2 separate regions of the Bos taurus genome follow, and region 1 is linked to region 2. Evidence: chromatin contacts called from public Hi-C data. All regions are on one chromosome and are shown on one strand. The core of a region is the stretch at or near the end of the contact, and the rest is flanking DNA. Distances in the headings are between cores, read along the strand shown. Region 1 has its middle 56 kb from the start of ADGRF1. Region 2 overlaps ADGRF5 (adhesion G protein-coupled receptor F5).

Region 1 (5,395 bases), core at 320-2,819, 140 kb before region 2:
ACACTTTCTTTCACTGGTCAAGAAGTTTCTTGTTAGCTAAACAAAGGCATTTTAGCTTAATGCTCAGGCAGGGGAGGCAGGGTTCCGCTAGACGGGCCATTATATATACTTTAAGTCTTAGGCAACAACCCATCAGTGATTAGCTTGTAGCAAAAGCAATAGCTTTCTCTGTCCACTCCATGCATCAATCTGGTATTGCAGTACCTCCAGAAATGTTGCACCTCCTCTGGGAAAAGAAGAAAAAGCAATAGAATACAAAATTTAAAGTAAAAGAAGCAGATCCAATGTGGAGTCACATTTATTCTTCCCAATTACACTAGCACACAATGGGTTTTGAAAGAAAGGATAGGAGAGGGAATAGAAGGGACCAAGGCCCTTGGGATTCCAGTTTCTGTGCTAGACTCAGCATAGATCACACCCTTTGATCCTAAAAATGACACAGTAAGTTGCATATTATTTTCCCCCTTCTACAGATGAAGCTGGGACTTAGAGAGTTTAGGTAAGTTGCATGCCTAAGGAGGGATATAGAGCACTCCACTCTTTGCAACCCCTGGGGCCCACCAGGCTCCTCTGTCCATGGGATTCTCCAGGCAAGAATACTGGAGTGGGTTGTTATTTCCATATTCAGAAAGCCTCTCAGCTTCGCTCCATGCGAGCAGCAACCATTCCTAATATTCTGAGAATCAAGATTTATTGCTTTGGGATAAATACTGGACTCTTAGGCTGTACCATGAAGTAATTTTTCCAGACTTGACTCCAGATTCTCCAGATAACCCAGGCAAGGTCAGGGAAGGGGTAGAACTTGAGAAGAGGACAAATGATGGGGGAAGAACCCCACTGATGACCACAAATTCTTTTGTAATTGGTCCCCATTTCACCTGGCTTGATCCTAAAAAAATGTGCCCAGGTACATATCCTTAAAGGGCTCTGTGCGGCTAATCTAGAGAATTCCCTTTCGGATGGAGTCCTTTGGCTCAACCTTAGGTGGTGCAGTGGTAAAGAACTCGCCTGCCAATGCAGGAGATACAGGAGACTCGAGTTCAGTCCCTGGGTGGGGAAGAGCTCCTGGAGTAGGAAATAGAAAGGCGCTCCAGTATTATTGCCTGGAGAATCCCATGGACAGAGGAGCCTGGCGGGCTACAGTCTGTGGGGTTGCAAAGAGTCGGACACGATTAAGCATGCACGCATGCACACTAGTTTGCCTCCATCATTTCTCTGCAGGTCAATTTCCCATGGGTAAAACCACAGTTCTGCATTCATGAGATAAGCTCAGAGATCCCATCCAGTCCTGACTTTCTCTGATTCTGTGCCTCTGCATAGGTAACACCTTGGGAGAAAAGAAATTTATCACCAAAGAATACCATGTGGGTTTGGCATGACTTTATCTTGCTGGCTAGGAATCACAGATAAAGCATTGCCAACAGCTACATTTATGCCAACCAGATGGGAGGCAACACCCCTCTGGAATTCTGACCTGATACTTGAAACCAGAGCAGAGGAGCGCCCCAGTGTGATGTGTTGCCAAGGGACACATTGCTTTCGTGGATAAGGTTTCCTGGTTCTTAGATCTCAGCCATGTCCCGCAACAGGGCATGGCGAGGTGGCTGTGGATTCCATGACAACACACGGCCAGGCACTGCCAAGGACAACTCTTCGTGGCATAAAAGATTTGCCTGCTGCTGGTGATAACGTGACTTTGTTTTCCTGAAGTAGCCTGGGTGGGAGCAGCAAGCCTGTCCTCTACATCACCTGATGACGGGAATGTTATACAGCCCTTCCTCATCAAGCTTTATTTAAAAATAAGAAGCTGTATTCATGAAATCACTTCCAGAATTTATGTTAACAACAGTTTACGTATTAAATTCTGCAAACATGCTGTGTACCTGCCCAGCTTCATTTAGACTAGAGCAATGATGCCCAAACTATAGTCCCAACCAGCAACATCAGCATGTCTGGAGATTGTCAGAAATGACAATTTGTAGGCCCTACTCCAGACCTCCTAAATCAGAAACTCTGGAGTGGATCCCAGGGACCTCTGTTGTAAGAAGGCCTCCTGGGGAAAAGAACCTGATGCTGGGAAAGATTAAGGGCAGAAGGAGAAGGGTTTGGCAGAGGATGAGATGGTTGGATGGCATCACTGACTCATGGACATGAGTTTGAGCAGGCTCTGGAAGATAGTGAAGGACAAAGAAGTCTGGTGTGCTACTGTCCATGAGGTCACAAAGAGTTGGACACGACTTAGTGACTGAACAACAAATTCGGGGACTCTGATGCACACTCAAATTTGGGAACCACTGACTTAGAGAACTCCGAGAGGGAATGTTCCAGACTGAGGGCAGGAGATTAGGATCTGAATAAACCTTGCCCTGTTCAGGAGATTAGCGTGGGAGTTTTCTGTTTCATTTTCTTGTCGATGCTTTCATGAGCCTCAGGAATCAATTCAGTGTTGGTACTGGTGTGAACAGGTGTTAGTGCCAGATGGCCATATTCCGCACAACAATCCATAACTGTTAAGAAAGAAAAAGGGGGTTGAGGCCTGGCTCCAACACTTACTGTGTTAACTTGGTTCCATTACCAAACACCACGTACTTCATCTGCAAGCAAAGGATAACCACGCTTTGCAAAGCTGTTGTTAGGAGTTCACGAGAGAAACATGAAAACTCTCAGCATACTGTCTGGTGTTTGGTAAACCTTCAACAAATATTGGTTATTACTAACATTTATAATGCTGATGCTAATAAAGCAGCATGATTTATATATGATATCGTCATTGCCCCCAGAGCAGTGCGTGTAGGGGATAGCTACAGTCTTCAGGGACCAGAGACAAGGGTTCATATCTCAGTCCTGGTCCTCACCACATTGGATAGGCAGTCAGTATCAATATCTTTTCTCTAATTATTTGTTTAAAATGGGAAAGATGATAATCGCCTATTGTAAGTAAATGAAAGCAGCTTGTGTAATTCCTGAATGCTATAGGAAGGAGGTCAATACATTTTCTTTTGTCTTCTTCCTTTTCATTGGGAAAATAAACCCAATTTTCAAGGGTATGAAGGTCAGTGTGCCAGAGATTTAGTCAAGTAGAGCATTCATATTGGAGTATTCAATCGAGGTAGCTTTGAAAATACCTGTTTAAAGCTGAGAAGAAAGGCTATGGCCAGTTATGAAGGAGAAAGGGACCCTGGATGTATATTTCTCTTTCTTATTCATTATCCTGTAGAAAAGTTTAAGGATCCTGACAATTAGGAAGAAAAATAGCCCAGGCCAAAGAAGGCTTTTCCAAGGAAGACTCCTGAAGGCTCACTAACCAAAAGAAATGTTGAATTATATTTCCCTTGTTAATAAAAAAAAAATAGACTTTAAGCATATAAAAAGCATTACCACAACTTCTGCTTAGGGCATCTCCAAATGAACAGGATACTCAGGTTCCTCAACTACAATCCCTTGCCAGTGCATCTCCCTTGGCCTTTTGTTTTTCACTTAAAGAAGACTGGCCACCGGGCTCAGATGTCTTTTTCTGGCCTCTCTTCCTTTCTGCTTCCACTCCCCGCCAATGCGTATACATTTTCCTCATCCTGTTGTTGCAGGTGCTGGGAGCAGTTATGTAATACAGTCATAGACATTTGGTGTGTCTAACGGAACCAAAGTGTACGTTTCTAGTACAAAGCATAAGAAATAAAGGAGGTGTGGCTATAAGACAGTAAGATTGAGTCTTCGATTCCAAAAATGAACTCTTAACTTTTATTTATTTGAGGAAGTTGAGTATGATGACTAGAAGTATGGAATCTGGTCTCTGAGTTTACACTATGCTTCTTTAAAAAAAAAAGCTTATTTGGTCACACGAGGTCTTAGTTGAGGCATGTGGAATCTAGTTCCCTGACCAGGGGCTGAACCTGGGGCCCCTGCATTGGAAGCACAGAATCTTAACCACTGGGCCACCAGGGAAGTCCCAGTACTGTAGCTCTTGCACTTAGCCCTGTGTCCTCTGGCAAGCGATTTTCATTCCTTTAAGGCCTCGGTGTTTTCAATGGTAAAATTGAAGCAGTGATAGTATCTGCCTACAGGGTTGTTATGGGAATTAAATGAAATAACACATGAAGCAAAATTCCTGGAACATAGTATGTACTCCATAAATATTAGCTATAATTACTTTCAGGGCTTCCCAGTTATGCTTAGTTTCTCAGTCGTGTCCGACTCTTTGTGATCTCATGGACTGTAACCTGCCAGGCTCTTCTATCCATGAGGATTCCCCAGGCAAGAATACTGGAGTGGGTTCCCATACCCTCCTCCAAGGGATCTTCGCAACCCAGGAATCGAACCCAGATTGAGCCACCAAGGAAGCCCAAGAACACTGGGATGGGTAGCTGGGGAACTTCCCAATTCAGGAACTGAACCAGGGTCTCCTGAATAACGGGTGGATTCTTTACCGGCTGAGCTACCCAGAAAGCCCAAAGGGGACGCTATGGCTGCATGGGCCTGGAATCCAACTCCAGCCTCCCGTGTGGCAGGTGGCTCAGTGGTGAAGAATCTGCCTGCCAAGCAGGATACGCAAGTTTGATCCTTACGTCAGGAAAATCTCCTGGAGAAGGAAATGGCAACCCATTCCAGTATTCTTGCCTGGGAAATCGCATAGACAGAGAAAACTGGAGGGCTACAGTCAGTGGAGTCACAGAAGAGTCAAACACAACTCTTAGTTAGCAACTAAACATCAACACTGGCAATTGCTTTTAGCTCTTTTTTAATACAAATATAAACGTTCATAAGATAGAATATAAAAATTCCTTTCTATATTTTATTTTTGACTCCCCAGTACCCTGGGCCCTTGCACCCCTCTGGCCCCTCACCTATAAGACATTACCATTGCTTTTGGAATACATCTTTCAAGCTTTAGTCTTCCACCCCAAAGGGATCCACTTGATATATGTATGTATTCTCTCTTGTCAGCTTATGTTTATTTCAAGAATTCACAGAAGAAATTTGGAAAATTTCTATGAGACTGAACCAGGCATGAAATACAGAGTGAATAGATTAAAAATTGCCTTGTTCTACATGGCTGCTTATATCCACAAAAAAGGGTCTGGATGAATGTTATTTTCTCAAAAAATTCATACCTTTCTCAAAGCTGCTGATATTGTCATGACAGCAAATATTCAGAAGATTGTGCTGGTGGCCCTGAAGGGGGCTGGAATGATAATTCTGTGTACACACACACCTTTTCTTTCCCATCTTCCTGCCAGCGAATTCATCTTTTTATTTGCTAATTTAAAAGCTTTTCACAACATTGTAAATCAACTCTGCTTAATAAAATACATTGTTTTTAATCATTTAATAATTGAGTTATGTTCTGAGTTACTCATACATTTATAAATTTATTTAACATATTCTGAATTCCTATTAT
Region 2 (5,746 bases), core at 1,737-4,236:
AAATGGTCTTCACAGCACTCAAAGGTAAATAGTTTCTTTGTAGAGACTCTGAAAAACCCCTCTCTCTCCACTACCAATTGTAGTGTAGTGTAATAATTACAGATTATTCCACCGTGTTTGCTTTGTACCTGATTCTGCCTTTTAATAAAAAACCATGGCAATGAACTAGCATTTAGATGCTGTCCCCACATCTTAAAATAGGGGTTATAGGGGCCAATAGCTTGGATAGTATCAACTGGAAGTTAAGACCAAATTTCCATGAGAAGCAATCTTCTGGGGAAACTCAAGGCCATTTATGAGCCTTGAGAACACAATTTGAAGAATAATGATGAATTTTGTGTAGTTCTTCTTGGAAAATAACTATTTGTTTTCACATGTCAGAAGACAATAAACCTTATCAAACGGTAAAATACATATTTGGAAGTCAATTGCCTAATACCTATGACGAGACTCTGGTGTTTCAAAAGGTGGCTTTCCTGCTTAAATTGAAAGTGGTATTCACTCAGTCGTGTCCAGCTCTTTGGCACCCAAGAACTTTAAGCCCACCAGGCCCCTCTGTCCATGGAATTCTCCAGGCAAGAACACTGGAGGGGGTTGCCATTCTTTTCTCCAGGGGATCTTTCTGATCCAGGGATTGAAGCCAGGCCTCCTGCATTGCAGGCAGATTCTTAACGGCCACCAGTAGGCTTTCCGGCTTAATTTGTCTGAAATAGAAATTCAGGTTCATCCAGGCCCTCTCCTTAGGTGAGATGAAAATGCAGGCAGTGACCACGAGAGGGCAGCAAACAAATCATCTTACAGATTCACACAGGACCTTGGACTAACATGTTTACTTTGTAATTCTTTTTTTTCTTCTCTAGTCAACGTCCATAGGTTCATCTACACCTGTATTTTCAATGAGTTCTCCAATATCAAGAAGATTTAACAATTTGTTTGGTAAAACAGGTACGTAGCGTCCTCTAGATGTTTCCTGGGTTGACCTAAACATATTTGCCCCGGGGGTAAATCTCACCCCTAGTGTCTAACTGTCTACTTCATAACATTGACCCACAGTGGCCTTATTTGGAGCAGAGGTTAAATACTGCTTATATTTTCCCAAACTACCAGGAGGTTGGTACAGAGGGCAACTGCCTTCAGCCTGCAGAGAACTCTACATCAAAACCATATCCACCATAAAAATGGGAACTGTATGTTAATTGCTATCCTAATCAAACACAAAGTTCTATTCATGTTATATAAGAGTAGGCAGGTCATAGTTCTGGGTTCTGGTACAGTGAAGAAAATAATTGGAGGATCCTACCATAGCATCCCACGCTGTGAGTTTCATTTCTTTTTTTTTTTTCTTTTTTTGGAGTGTTCTTGTTTTACACATGGGCATTTTTAAATCCTTGCATACATATGAGGGGTCACCCGAGTTAGCTATTCTATTAGGGATATGTGCAATGAACATTTTCTCCCTTTAGACATAAGATGAAGGATGTGAATGACTTTGGGCAGTGGGCCTCAGCTGTTCTGGCAAGCTGAAACTCCTGTCCCATGTCACCCCAACTCCTCACCTCCTGCCAGGGAAAACAGGCACTAGAATTCCTTCCAGCTCCTCCAAACTGAACAGATCTCACAAACGAAGAAATGTATGAAATGTGTCGAAAGCCTTCCAGACTATGGCTCTCTGGATAAGAATGAATTTGGGGAATGCCTAACTTATTAAAGCTCAGGAGAACTTGGCATTTGGGGCTTCAGCTTGATGTTTTACTCATGAAACTGGAGGACCTTCACTTTTTGTTGGATCTGTTGTGAAATCATCCGAGATCCAGGATATGTTAGAACATTTCCCCTCGGCGGGCATTGTCCCTGGATCGTGTTTGTGGTGCTAAGTCGCTTCACTGTGTCCAACTCTTTGGGACTGCATGGACTGTAGCTCACCAGGCTCCTCTGTCCATGGGATTCTCCAGGCAAGAATACCGGAGTGGGTTGCCATTTCCTCCCGCAGGGGATCTTCCTGATCCAGGGATCAAACCAGTATCTCTTATGTCTCCTGCATTGGCAGGCAGGTCTTTGTCATTAGTGCCACCTGGGAAGCCCCGGATGGTGTTTAGCATTTGCATTAAAGCGAGAACAGTGAAAACTCTATGAAATGATTCCACAGAATCTGAGTTACACATTATGTAAGGCCAGTGAAGTGTGTTCCCTGTTTCTGAACCAGTCAGATCAAGAGCTGGGGCCCAGATCCCGAGGTCCTAGGGCCCGAGTCTCCCGGCCGCTGCCACTCAGCCTTTCAGGGTCATTCATGCTGATCCAAGGTGGCCTATTCGAGGGCTCCCTAATCACTGTAACTTTGGTTTATGTTGTCAGCAGCCCCAAGGGCTCCCCCAGGCAATGATGGAAACCCTGTTAGCCGTGGCAGTCCGCCCATCTGATGGTAGGGTGGGCACTGTGTCACTTCCCCTGCCCAACACACAGCCCCTACTGTTCGCCTGCTCTGTCCTCCCCCTGCCCCACGCTGGCATCAGTCTGTGCCGTTGCTCCCGGGCCGTTCTCCCTGCTACCCCTGTTGTTATCCCGACTCCTGCTGCTTTCCTGGTCCTGCCTCTTCTTCCCCTGCAATTTCCTCTTTTTTTACTTTCCTCCCTTTCCCCGGCTCAGACCCCTCCTGAGAGCTTCCCCAAGTCACACCAACCCAAGGGGACCAGGGATGTTCCTCCATATGGATGTCCCCTAGGCTGTTGCATGAGGCAGCATGCAGAGGGCTGCCCGTGTCAAGATCTCCCTGTCCTCTGTAGAAATCTGGCTGCTGGTGTGATGTGAAGTAGTTAGTGCTTGTCTTATCGGCTGCCACGCATGCTTGAGAACAGCTTGGTTTGTTCTCCAGGACTTCTGGGTCTGGGGAGGAGGGCAGGCATGGGTTCATTTCCAGGCATGGCTTAGCTGGCTCCTGGAGTAGAGCGCCCCCTGGGCGGGCAGCAGAGATTCACACCCCAGTGATCATGAAGCGGTGACCTTCAGCTGAGCTGCTGTTGTGTTTTTCAGGAACATACAATGTTTCCACCCCGGAAACAACCAGTTCATCCCTGGAAAACACATCCAGTGCTTATTCATTGCTCAACTAAGGACAGGAAAATCCAGCCCATGGGACCTCTTGGGAAACAGTGGATGTGCTCTGCAAAAGAGATCCTTTCCAAGCCGTGGGTAACATGTTTTTTCCGCAGGCCTCTGGGAGCAGATGCTGAAGAGACTTTGTTTTATGAGGGAAGAGGCTTTCTTTTGTAAAGACAGACCAAAGGAAATTGTTGCATTTATGTTGCTGCCCCACCCCTGTCTCTTGTGTGATACCAAATGTGTATAGTATTTAATTGAAACTCAAGCCAACTTCTCTGTCTATATTGTAAAATAGAATTTCAGAGACATTTTTCCTTTTCACACCCTGGGCCCAAAGATAAGCTTTGATTAAAATAATAAGTAAAAGGCCAGGACTTAGGAAACTCTTCAGTGAATTCTAGGAAGGAAGGATGGAAGAGAGGAAGAAAGAAAGAAGAGAGGGATGGAGGAAACTACAAGGAAAAAATATAGAGAATAACGGAAGGACGACATGTTAAGATTTCTATGTTAATGACCCAATACTTTTACTGCAACACTGAAAAATGACTCCAAAATGAAAACTGAAAATTAGCCATGGAGAAAGTTCAATATTTTCCTGGTGTTTTCTTAGCTAAGAGAGATCAAAAAAGGAAAAAAAAAAAAAGGCAATGAAAAAATAGGGAGGAAACTATATCATCAAGATGCTTTTAAGTGAATGATGATATTTACAAGAATTTCACAGAAGACATGACTCTGCTGATGCTAAACACATACATACGTGTTACTGTGTGTTAAGGTTGGAGCTAAGAGGAATGAATGGACAGAGGAAGTGTGATTAGATGATTAGATCCCAGCTGACCACCTGCTGATTACATTTTTAATATTAGTAGTTTAGTAGAACAGCCTTGGGTTTTGGTTTGTTCCACTTTTTATAAGCAAAAATATATATATTTGTCTATCCATTCATTTCCAAATGTGATATATTGCACTGAAAACAGACCCTCCCAACTGTCATGAATTATATTTAACAGCTTTAACCAGGTACTTTTCTGTGCATGCTAGAAAAGATTTGAATGATCTTACAGTGTTGTATATTATTATTTTTGTAGTTACTATGGATTGAGAGGCCCTGGATGTGCTGTATAGGTCTCTCTGTGTTAATTCTTCCAGTTCCTAAGTTCCCAGACCAATATACATTCAGAGTTTTCTACTGTCTAATTGGTATTTATTCTAACTACTTAGAAATCTTCTGGAAAAAGCTCTCCAGCTGGCTAGTCTGTGCTCCTAATGACACTTTACCTTGATGAACAGATGGTGCAGATTGTTTGTGAACTATGTGGCTGTGTGTGTTTCACCTGTGTGTGTGTGTGTGTGTGTGCATTTCATAAAAATATAATATAAATATTTATTAAAATCACATCCATAGCAAAGTTTACCATGTGCTGTAGCTACAGCAACCAAATATTCCAAATCACAGTCTGACCCTGGGGCCATAATGAAATAAAAAATGTGGGACTTCTCTGAAAATATGGGCAGTGTGGTCTTCATAAGGATGGCTCTAACAGGTCCAACCATCAGGAAGAAAGGACCAAAGAGGCTGAGACTCAATTACCATTTATTCGCTGAGGTTTGAAAGAGTTTTCTTTTAATAGTTTTACTGTTTAAAATCACTTCCTTTTATTTTTAATTAAATTCTACCTCTATCTCTCTTTTCTTTATGAGAAGGGAGAGATCGGACAGACAGAAATCCCAATCACGTTTCAAGGAAACGAACTCTTTTTTTTTCCCTTTTCCTACATACTCACAAGTGACATATATATCTATGCCCACATTTGCCAGCAAATTGTCACATCATTATCCCAACTGAAGAGTTCATTATTTAAAATCCCTGAAGGAAATGATTATAAAGCTCAAAATTCTCCAGGGGATGATCAACTTTGGGCAGAAGTTGGTACTGAGAAGACAAAGCCAGAGGTTAGGCTGGATGATCAACTGAATTTGATTTAGACATCAGGAAAAGAATGGCTTTACTGATTTGGTTTCTGGAGTTCTATCCATGAAAACTGAGACAGGGTTAGGCAGTATTGATGTGATCAGCCAGGGAAAGCATTGCATTCAGAAGGCTGTGGTTCTCCTGTTCGAAATCACAGAACTATAAGAAACGCTGACCTTCCACTGACCTTCCCAGGGATCCTCTGGGAATTGTTGTCCTGAATTTTGTGAAGGGGACCTCTATAATGACAGGAACCTCCAGTGGGGCTCCCCAGGATGGGGATCTGGTTCTTTGCCAACATTCATTAATGGAGGCACGTTCCCTCACCTCCAGTGCACACACACACACACACTCGAGGTGTGCCTGTACTTCCCTCCTTTCAAGTCAGAGTACTGGATCCACATTCCGGAAAAGCTGTACAAACAAAACATTGGAGAAGTACAGTACATGCTGGTTTTCTGCTCAACTCCAAGAGGCATAGTTCAGTCACTGCTCTTTGCCAAGAATACCCTGAAATAAGCAACAGAATTCAACATTGTAAAAAAGAGTGATCTATGAATCTGTTAATTACAACAGGAGCCATGCTTGGCCCTGGGGTCACTGGTTTTCAATCAACAATGATTTCAGGGCTCTGGGCAGCAGATTTCCGAGGGAAGGAAGAACGGGAATGCTAGTGTT

What was found. Hi-C and Micro-C count contacts between places; a contact is called where the count stands out from the background.
Region 1: a Hi-C map of liver shows a contact between it and region 2, with 9 times the contacts expected there. The contact joins two enhancer-like sites. A contact is called at or near these places in 5 of 11 Hi-C or Micro-C datasets (blastocyst, liver, skeletal muscle and 1 more).

The regions. Positions count from the first base shown.
Region 1 is chr23:20,199,850-20,205,244 of ARS-UCD2.0, reverse strand. No RefSeq gene overlaps it. Among named protein-coding and RNA genes, the nearest start is that of ADGRF1, 56 kb to the left of the region's middle. Within about 2 kb of position 1,569, at least 5 of the 102 cell types and tissues checked have an H3K27ac peak or open chromatin away from gene starts, as enhancers often do. A contact at or near this core is called in liver, where this site is marked.
Region 2 is chr23:20,060,096-20,065,841 of ARS-UCD2.0, reverse strand. It overlaps ADGRF5 (adhesion G protein-coupled receptor F5), which reads left to right. Exons shown (of 21, transcript NM_001193243.1): 19 at 1-24; 20 at 861-945; 21 at 3,028-4,290. The coding sequence ends at 3,107. Among named protein-coding and RNA genes, the nearest start is that of TRNAC-ACA, 33 kb to the right of the region's middle. Within about 2 kb of position 2,986, at least 9 of the 102 cell types and tissues checked have an H3K27ac peak or open chromatin away from gene starts, as enhancers often do. A contact at or near this core is called in liver, where this site is marked.